Linked DNA regions of Sus scrofa: region 1 is linked to region 2. Evidence: chromatin contacts called from public Hi-C data. All regions are on one chromosome and are shown on one strand. Each heading gives the region's core, a stretch centred on a gene start, on an enhancer-like site or on the middle of the called end of the contact. The rest is flanking DNA. Distances are from core to core; before and after follow the strand shown.

What was found. Hi-C and Micro-C count contacts between places; a contact is called where the count stands out from the background.
Region 1: a contact with region 2 is called in a Hi-C map of skeletal muscle, with 4 times the contacts expected there. The contact joins the promoter of ZNF706 here to the promoter of LOC110260477 in region 2. A contact is called at or near these places in 2 of 47 Hi-C or Micro-C datasets (heart right ventricle and skeletal muscle) and 1 of 2 datasets of contacts at active chromatin or transcription factors (skeletal muscle).

The regions. Positions count from the first base shown.
Region 1 is chr4:35,764,384-35,769,721 of Sscrofa11.1, forward strand. It overlaps ZNF706 (zinc finger protein 706), which reads left to right and starts at 3,704. Exons shown (of 4, transcript XM_003481371.3): 1 at 3,704-3,989.
Region 2 is chr4:34,644,264-34,649,377 of Sscrofa11.1, forward strand. LOC110260477 (splicing factor, arginine/serine-rich 19-like) reads right to left here and starts at 1,973. Exons shown (of 2, transcript XM_021090802.1): 1 at 1,253-1,973; 2 at 551-708. The coding sequence starts at 1,973. The coding sequence ends at 1,272. UBR5 (E3 ubiquitin-protein ligase UBR5) reads left to right here and starts at 1,547. Exons shown (of 59, transcript XM_021089039.1): 1 at 1,547-2,080. The coding sequence starts at 2,019.

The sequences.
Region 1 (5,338 bases), core at 2,454-4,953, 1.1 Mb after region 2:
CAGCTGTTGGAGGCTTTAACCCCCTGTGTTTCCTTTTGCCTGGCTCTTTTTTCCTTTACCCAAAACTCTCTGAGGTTCAGTCTGACGTCACTGCACAGAGGCCGAGTTTTGGCAATAAGGATGTAAGTTTTGCACTGATTTTGGTAAGTTTATCCCTCAGTATTTTATTCTTTTCGTTGCTATTCTAATACATCACATTATTTTTAAACCAATTTTAACATCTCTGAAATGAAGACCACGTGTCTTAACAATCAAAAGTATTTTAGCATCATGCCTTCAACTGGCAGCCATTTTTTAATCTTGACATAAATTTGACTTACAATCAATAGCTGCTTAGATTCAATACCATTTAGCACTAAATATGGAATGTCTATAAGACACTGAAGTAGAAATGTAAAATCGGCATTTGGGTATAGCCATTTGGAATCAGAAGAAAGGACTGGGAGTTCCTGTCATGGCTCAGCGGTTAATGAATCTGACTAGGAACTATGAGGTTGCGGGTTCGATCCCTGGCCTTGCTCAGTGGGTTAAGGATCCGGCGTTGCCGTGAGCTGTGGTGGAGGTTGCAGATGCAGCTCGGATCCCTTGTTGCTGTAGCTGTGGTGTAGGCCAGCAGCTATAGCCCGGATTAGACCCCTAGCCTAGGAACCTCCACATGCCATGGGTGCAGCCCTAAAAAGGACAAAAAAAAAAAAAGGAGAGGACTGCAGTGGAGATAGAAATGTGGGGTCATCTGAAGTTCCTTATTTAAAGCTACAACTTTTTCCCTTGGGCTAAGAGTGTAGAGAAGTCAAGAATATCTAGGTTGCAGCCCTGATGAGAAATCTCAACAAGTAGAAATTGAGTAGAGGAAGAAGAGCCAGCAAAGGAAACATTTTTAAGTCTACTATCATCATTATTGCTGTTATTATTTGTCACTCGATGGAAGGACCTCTAGAGTCTGGACCTCACCTCCTTTGTTTTCTAATGAACCCTCGAGCTGAGCACTTGCCTACATTTAGATATTAACCTACGTGTCACAGATACATTGTGGAAAATGATTCAGAATAATCTGTGTATCTGAGAAGTAATATAAGAAGTAATATAAGAAGCACTTTCACCTCTGAAAACGTGACATGAATACAAATAAATAAATAAGCCTCTCAGGTCTTCAGAGAAGTCCTTTAATCTGAATGTGATTGAGACAGAAAATAGGCACAGGCTTACTGCATATTAACCTAGAGTAATTGTCGAAAGGCCGAAGAAAAACATTAGAAATACGGTAGCATTCATGATTAAAACTAGAAACGTGTATGAACATTCTTCTAAGGAGTTCATATCCCATTTGCTGTCACATTTCTAAAACATAAGTGGGACACCAGCTGGTAGTAATGCCAATTCATCTGCCTTTCATATTCTGTTTGTCACGGCACAGATACTGAATCTTAGCCATTCCTTTTTGCATTTTTTCCCCTTTGTATTTCAAATGCCCTAACCATCACATAAAATGACCATATCCTCTAGGTAGTGGTTTTCTACCAGGGGAGAGTCTGACCCCAGAGGACACTTGGTAATGTCTGAAGACATTTTCAATAGTCAAAACTGGAGATGGGGTGCTGCTGACATCAAGAGGGTGATGTTGCCGAACATCCTACAGTCCTCAGGACAGCCCCCAAACAAAGAATGATCTAGCCCAAAGTGTCATTAGCAACCAACATCAAGAAATTCTACCAATAAGGATAAATCTATAAATACATGAACTTTCTGGGGGCAAAGTCTACGGCTTTTACCAAATTCTCAAAGGAGGTACAACTCAAAAATTTAAGAAACACTGGCTCTACCAGATATTTCATCTAGGCCTGGGTAACAAGTGACATGGTAATCCTATTTCACCACAGAAATCACCTATCTAGTTAAAAAGACAGCTTTGCCAATCAGATTTCCCTGTCCTTTTCATCGTCCAGTCTCTTTCATGGCTAGAGAAACACAACTCTTCCAATTTCCTGTCTTTAGGTTTCCCAAGTGCCTCATGTGCTTCCTTCCTATTAGCCAGGTTAATATAATTATACAGTTATGGTGACTTAATAGTTAAGCTATGGCTTCATACATCGATAAGTTCTGCTTTCTTTTCTTTTTTGTCTTCTTAGGGCTGCACCCGCGGCATATGGAGGTTCCCAGGCTAGGGGTCCAATCGGAGCTACAGCTGCGGGCCTACACCACAGCCACAGCAACGCTGGATCCTTAACCCACTGAGCAAGGCCAGGGATCGAACCCGAAACCTCATGGTTCCTAGTGGGATTTGTTTCCACTGCGCCACGATGGGGACTCCCAGTTCTGCTTTCTTGATACACATCAGTTAATCTGATCAATAGCCATTTACTCACCCCCTACTATATTTCATATACTGCTAAGCACTGGGTATGCAGCGGCGAAAATGAGCTTACAATTGAGCACTGGAGAGAGATTAAAATTTGAACCTGTCGTTTAAAACTGCAATATGGAAGGGAGGGTGTGAAAAGTGAGAGGACCTGAAGTGGGGAGGAAAAGGAACGACTGAACAAGTTGTATGCCACCCAAATTCATTAAGCAGTTAACTCCTCCCTGGCTATTTTCAACAATTCTGTGATATATATACCCCGGTCCACCCAAGTTATCCTAGTAACTTGCCATGTATTTACATTCAACTACCATTTCCTGGGCGCTGACAGATAAATTAGGAGAGCGGAGGCAAGGTGAGAATGTCAAATGCCAAGAGTTCCTTTGTTGTTGGATCTGTAGTTCTAATTTGAAACAAACGTGTGTTGGGTGGCGGCGGCGGAGGCGAGGGGAGGGGGGAGGAGGGAAGCAGCAGACTAAAGCCAAGGTCTAAAAGGCCTTTCCAGATAAACAGATTTAATAATTACTAAATCGCCATGCTCTTGATCACATATTGGAAATTAGCCGTCGTGGCCTCTAAGTCAAGTAACACACACGCGCACACACACACACACACACACACACACAATTCCCCCAAATAGTAACAACTGATTAAACTGCTAAGTAGTTAGACTAAAATGGTCAGGGAGGCCTGGCCGGCAATTTTCAGCGAGACACTCAGGCCTGAATCTTGAACTCTCTAAAATTCCCAGATTCGTAGAGTAACCAGGGTTTCCCCGGAAACGAGGTAAAGGGCAGCTGGTGAGCGAACAAAGGCTGCACGTCCCAGTTAAGGGCCGACCAGCCCGCCCGGGCCTCACAGGAGGCGGGGACGGCAGTGCGCCTGGGTGGCGGGCTCCCGGGTCGGCGACCCTTAGCGCCGCGGGGCTGGCGCGCCTCACCGGGACCCTCCCCAGGCTGGGACACAGGAGGGCGCCGCCGAGGTGGGAGGCTCGTGACCTGGGACGCAGGGGCTGAGGCCCGGCCACCGCCCGAATGAGTGAGCGAGCGACTTGTGAATCACACTGCGGGCCGTCACCAGCCAGGACCGAGATCACGCGGGTCCCAGGGCCGGCTAAAGCCGCCCGGAGAGAGCACGCGGCAGGGGAGGGGCACAGAGGACAGAGCGCGACGTCCCCTGCAGTTCCCTTCTCTGAGGGGCCGCCTTCAGCCTGCAGGCCCCGCCTCTCCACTTATGTAATAGGGGCGCGCTGCCATTGGCCCGCGCGGCCGGAAGAGGGGCAGGCGCGCTAGAGAGTGGGGGCGGGGAGGAGGCCTCAGCAGGAAGGCGAGTGGGCGGGAGCAGGGAGAAGCGGGCGGCGCTGGGGCGACTGGGAGAGCAGCGCGGCGTGCGCGAGCACGAGGCGTAGTGGCCTCCCCCAAGGCTGAGGCGGCGGCGGGCGCGCGCGGCGGCGGCGGCGGCGGCGGCGGCGGGTGTGAGGCGCGGGCTGTTGTGCTCTCGGCTCTCCCTTTTCCCCTCCTTGGCGGGTGGAGGAGGTCGAAGCGGTGCTGGACGCGCTCCCCTTCCTCTCCGGCCACCTCCCCGGCGCTCTCGCGCTGCGCGGTCTCTCAGACGCAAGACTGTCCCGGCCCGGGTAAGCGGCTGTGGGGGCGGCGCTGACGCCGCACAGGACGCCCGGGAGCCCGGGTGGGGGCCCGCCGGCGGGGTCGGCGGGAACCATGGGGGTTACCACAGGTCGCGAGGGGCCACCGGCCTGCCCCGCCTCCCGGGGGCGGCCGAGCCCGTCCTGTCCGGCGCGGGCCGCGGAAGGAGGGGAAGCTCGGGCGCCTGCCAGGCCCTGCAGGTGGCCGGGTCGCAGACCGGTAGCCGAGCGGTAACCTTACCCTCTGGCGACAGCAGCTGGCCGGTTTCTCGAGGCCGGGACTCCCCGTGGTCAAGGGGCCGGGTTTCGGACAGCTGAGGCCTCCGGGAGGCACGTCTCGGGCCGGGGTCCGTGGGGAGTGGCGGGTAGAGAGAGACTGGGTGGCAGAAAAGAGGAGGGGGCTCTCTGAGGCTGAAGAGACCGGATCGAGAAGGAAGATGCGCCCGGCTGCAGCTGGGTTCAGCGAAGTGCTGAGAGAAATAGACCTTACGGCTGGTGCTTTCATCCTCTGCCTCTCCAAAACGGATGGAGTTAAAAGCCAGGGTCAGGATGTTGAACACTGCCTGGGCCTCTTCGCTTCACATTCTTAGGGAGGATGATCCTACTTCCTGGATCCAAAATCTTTTTTTTTCCTCTCTTATTTGTTTTGGTTCTAAGAGGGTCTTTGGGGCAGTGCTTAACTTGTTACCTCCGATAAGAGCTCCTCGTTTTGGAAGAACTCGTTATTCGCTCTGTTACTTCCCTCTTTGCAGCCCCCTCCGAGAATCGTCCAAAATAAGAGTTATATTAAAAACCAACTTTTAGGGTTGTACATGACTTCCTGCTCCACAGTTTGGCGCATTTAATCAGGGAGAAGTTATGCTTAGTTATTGCTTAAGGTTTTGTAGAAAATTCGATTGGCTTGAGAGCAAGTCCTAAGTTGAGCTGTCCAAAAGCAGGTGGTTTGTTCGTTTGCATTTCTGCTTTCAGGAAGGAAATCAATGCAGCGTGTTAGAACTTAGGGGCCGATCTTAACACATTTAGACTAATTGAGTTTCCTTTACCTGATGTTAGGCTTTCTATTTCAAAAATAAGAACAGCAACCACAGACGTATTTATTAAAGCTTTCATGGCTTGTTTGTTACTTTTGTTAGATGACAGTGAAAATGGGTTAAATCTATCGTGTAATGTTATGTATTAGAAGAAATTGGAACTGCAAAAGTTAAAAATAATGTGTATTTAATGGCATTCCTTTGTACAGATCCCTGCATGAAAATGTTAAAATAGCTAACAACTTCTAGATATCAAAGAAACTTCTAGAATTAGTAGCTTCCCTTCTCACAATTTTTTTTTCAGTGTAT
Region 2 (5,114 bases), core at 723-3,222:
CAGAAACAGGGCACAAATTCACATCTGTCTAGCTCCAAAACCAGCAGTGTCCACTGGTCTACCCTGCTTCCCTATGTCTCCCATGGACTTCTAATAGACAGTGGCCTTGAAGTCACTTTTTAGTCTAAATTAATCTGGGCCAATTTGGAGCTGGCGACCTACAAAAGTGTTCCATTATCTGTCTCCAGGGCTATTTACGCTATCTTAATTATAAATAAATTTTCATGTATTTTGTTCAAAAGAACTTCCTAAGCAAAAGAGTGTGTGTGTCTATGTCTGTAATGCATTAGCAGAAGAGTGGTAGTTAATATTAAAAATGTTTCATAGGAACCCTGGTTTAATGAATATCCAAACATACTGGAGAAGAGGCTTCATGTTTTCTTTTTTTTTTTTTTTTAAGGCTCCACCCGGGGCATATGGAGGTTCCCAGGCAAGGGGTCTAATTGGAGCTACAGCTGCTGCCTATGCCACAGCAAGGTGGGATCCAAGCTGCATCTGCAAACTACACCACAGCTCTAAGCAATGTGGGATTCTTAACCCACTGAGCGAAGCCAGGAATCGAACTTGCAACCTCATGGTTCCTAATCGGACTCGTTTCTGCTGCACCATGATGGGGTCTCCTTCACTTTTTTTTTTGTCTTGAAAGAGGTACTTGATTTTCTGAAGCAGCTGTAGAAGCCTTTGAGAAGAAAGCTATGAACTGGTTCCCTAGAAAAAAGCAGATAGATTTAGCAGTTATGATCCCACTGACAGTAAACTGAAGAACGAAACATCTTTGTAGAAGAGATATATCATCTTTCATTTAAAAGTAGTAAAAAAAAAAAAATCGTGAATCATTCAAAGCAGGAAATGGGTGGAAATTTCCACATTTGTCTTCGTGCGGGTATATGATGGTGCTGGTGTTGGGGAAATTGGGGAGATCAGAGTGATAAACGTAGTAGCTGCAAAGTCAGCTCTAGGATCCTACTATTGGACCTTCTGGAAAGGTTCTTACATAACTACCTTACTTCTACAGTAAAAGGCTGTGTATTTCTTGCCCCTTGACTAATTTTACATTTCCACTTTAAATATAGCTGCGGATCAAGGACGAGAAACAACAAAAACCCCCTAAGGGTCCGCAAAATAATTAGGGCCTCCCCGAGGGTAATAAGAGCGAGAGAACGAAGAACCCCCTCTTCTTTCCCAGCCCCCCCTTCCCCCGGGGGATACACACTTAGCCTCCCTCCAGTTCTCCCCACCCCGACCGGCTCACCCCTCCGCCTCCTCTTCCCTTAACACGTGCTCTCCGGAACACTCACTCCGGAGATATCCCACCCCCAGGGGGCTGGGCTCGGGATCAGAACGGACCAATCCGCACGCGCCTTACAGCGTCGTGGCCCGACAACGTTGAGCCGCCCAATCGAAAGGGCCTTACCGCCCGTTTCCCGGAGCCCCGCCCCCTCGCAGCCGTGCCCCCGCCCGCCGGTCTCCTCCCTCCTCCTCCTCCTCCCGTTCGCCCCTCCCCCGCGGCTCGGGAGCGGAGCCTGCGAGACGGAGAAACTGGGGCAGAAGTGAAGATGGCGGCGGCGGTGCTGGCGGCGGCGGCGGCGGCTTCTTGCCAGTGACGCGCGGTGCGGGCTCATCTCCCTCCCCACCTCCTTATTCCGGACCCCGTCCGCCGCCGGGACCACACCAGCCCCGCAGCCCGCAGCCCGCCTCGCTCCTCCCTCCCCAGTCGGCCCTTCTCCCGACGCCCGGCTGCCGCTGGCGGCGGCGCGCCCCGGGTCCCGGCCTCGCACTCTTGCGCGCTGTCGCCGGGGGAGCCGGTGGCGTGTTGATCCGCCCTCCTGCCCGGACCGCCGCGCCGCGGACACACGCTCGGCAGGGAGGCGGCAGCGGCCCCTGCGCATTTGCTTCTCTCCTTTTGGGGACTGGGAGGTGGCGGCGGCGGCGGCTGTGGGTTTTGGGGAGGGGAAGGGATCCGGGGGGTGCATAGCGGGAGGGGGCAGTCCTCCGGAGGAGGACGAGAAGGAAGCACCATGACGTCCATCCATTTCGTGGTTCACCCGCTGCCGGGCACCGAGGACCAGCTCAATGACAGGTAATAGGGCCAGCGGGCGGGCGGGCGGGCGGGGGGAGGGGCGCCTCCCCGCCCTCCCCTCCCCCACGGGGCCGCGCCGGGGCGGGCGCCGGTGTTTACGCGCCGACCGGCCGGCGGGGGAACGGGGGTCCTCACTGCCCCCGGCTAGGCCCCTCCGGGGTAAACTTCTGGTCCTGGGGCCCCGGGGCCGCGGGGGCGGTGGGGAGCGTGGTGTGGACGGGAAAGCGCACTGCACCCTCCTTCCTACACCCCCGCCCCCCCTCCACGGAGGAGCCGCGTTGAACTCGGTGGAGATGGGAGGGGGGGTCCGGCTCCCGGTGTGTGTGTGTGTGGGGGGGGGGGCATGTAATTACCGCCCGGCCCAGGCCCGAGGAATCCATATTAGTCAAAGTTGAATTGAGACAGACAATGCGGATGGGGGATGGTGGAGGTAAAAAGAGAGGGAAGAGGAGAAGCCGGGCGTGGGGCCCCGGGGTAGGCTGGGCTCGCCCGGGCCCCGGGGAGCCGTGTCCGGTGGGGTGTTCTGGACCATCCGGGCCTGGAGATCCCGGGGGAGGGGGGTGGGTGGGGAGAAGCTGATTCCCGGCAGATCGCGGTTGGGGGGAGGGAGGAAGCGCCATGATTATTGTTATTATTATTAAATTTGAGTCCCTGCAGTGAGGTTTGCCTGTCCCGGGAGGGGATAAATTTAGGCGGAGGTGGGGAAGTGGATTGGGTTCCCTTTGCTCTGCTTCTCCCGAAATGATGCTGGCAGCTCCTGCTCCCGGCCCCTATGTTGCGAGCTTTTTTGTTTCCTTTTTTATTCTAATGATAGTGTTTTCCTGAGTTGTAATTTGACAGCTGAAAACCGTGCGTAGAGTCAAAGGAAAACTCTTGCGTTTGCAGTTCGCACTGCTGCTTTTCTTAACATGCTGTAAATTTCTGGGATGGGTTTTGCTCTGGGCGGAGGAGGATTTATGATTTTTTTTTTTTTTTTTTTTTGTCTTTCATAAGAAGGCTGTTTTGGCCCTGGATTCCTCCCCTTCCCTCCTCCACCGTTCAGTGCCAGTTTAGGATATTGAATTGCAGGGCCGCATGCTCTCAGGGAACTGAGATAAAGCAGGAAAAGTTCCTTCACTGTTGCAAAACAGCCTCCGAGGAGGTTGAGGGAAGACTCCATTAAAGCCAGTCTTAGAATCCAGGACTCAGATCTAATGATGGGCTAAGTATTTACAGGGTTAGAGAGTGGGACATTTTAAGCCTCCTTCTCTCCCAACACTTTCGCTGCTCTCTATTCCTTTTGAGTTTAGAAGGCCATCTCGGCTCAAGTTTAGAAGTTAGATATTTTTGTTAAGTGACCGGTGACATAAATTGCATGACGCCCTGTTTGTCATGCGCTTCCCGGAGGGAGGAAGAGGCCTAACTTGCTGCTAAGATATTGGCCTCGGTCTGGGAGTGGGGCGAACAGCTTTTCGATCCGAGAAGCTGGAGGCTTCTGGCATTGGGTTCGGATTTGTCTAATCTTTGCTGTAGCCATATTGTATTTAACATGTTTGTGAAACTTTTGGAATACTTTCTGAAAATATTAACCATTTGGAGTTGTCACGTAGTTCCTTTAAATACTGGGATGAGTTCTAAGTCATTTATTTTAAGATTTTGTAATTCAGTCCTTACTCCAGTTTTATTTCATTACGGATCTTTTGTTAAGACTTTCTCATAAGTTTTTTTTTTTTTTTTTTGTAAATTTTAGAACCAGGCTTGTAGTCAGGATAGCTGTACTGTCATTCATAGAACCAAGTTGATAGTGCTTGTGGTGCACCTTGTCTTGTACCTCAGAAAATTTGAACCAAGAGAGAAGTAGGGCATGTTTTCTATATTAGTTCTAACTTTATATACCAGGAATCCTGACTAGCTTACTCAATTGACTATGCATGCCTAAACGTATTTTGCAGTTGTGTTGGGCACTTTGAATAATTTTTGAGCACTCCTTTTGTTTCAGCTAGTCTCAGAAATTAACATGTATCTTTTTAAAGCTACCTTATCTTTTTTTTAAATTTCTGGTGTAAACAATCAGCTTTGTTTTTGATTTCCTGTAGGGTCAATATTCGATATTAAGCATATTTGGGTTGTCTTCAGTTTTCATTTAATGAAGTTAAGAAAAGACAGATGGATTTGATGAGATCATGGCATCAGAGGTGGCAGATATTTGAAAAAATAGGAAAGAAAATCTTAGGAACCTATAATTGTATCTAGAAGCAGTAAAAATGTCTGGTCTGTTGAGATTTATGAAGGCAGCATTTGAGATAGTCATGCTCCCTCAGTTTGAAAGTGGTTGACTTGATGGAGCTGTTCTGTGTCTCCCCTTCAAAAGAAAAATCGAGTTTGCATATCTAGTTGCAGAGTAATAAGATCAACCTATTGCTGCATTGCTTTGAGTGAAATCTCTTTCCAGAAGAGCTTGGTTTTCTGGAACCTTTTAACTTACTAGAATAAACCCAGAATATTTTTGTCTTCATATAAAAATCTACCAAGTGTTAGTAAGTTTTGATAATAGGAAAGAGTGCATATTTCTATGGCTTGATTTTTTTTTTTAATCTGCAAAATGTATCTATGATAGTCACAAATGAAATGATAAATGATTGTTTTGGATGAAAAAGGCTATAATTAGGTAGACTTTAGTCTTCACTGGAAAAGCAGTAAGATTGGACAGGCAACATGGTAATGCAATAAATTGCTCAGTTGAAGAAAACTTTAGGGGACTCAAAACAAATTTGTGTATTTTCTTTTACAAATACATTTTCTTTTTAAAACAGCCACATCCTGTTAAAAGTCATGTTTTGTTTAGTGTAATACTGCGATATCTTAAACTTCTAAAATGGACTCAGCATTAAAAAAAAACCCAGTTATATCTGATTTTTTTTTTCTGTTTTTATACTTGCTGTTTTTGTGATAGTCTTTGTGTATTAGGTTAAAATTTTAAATTATTGGCCCTGGGAGATGAAATAATTTGGTAGGTGAATATAGGTGTAAATGGCTAGGGCAGAGGAAGGGAATT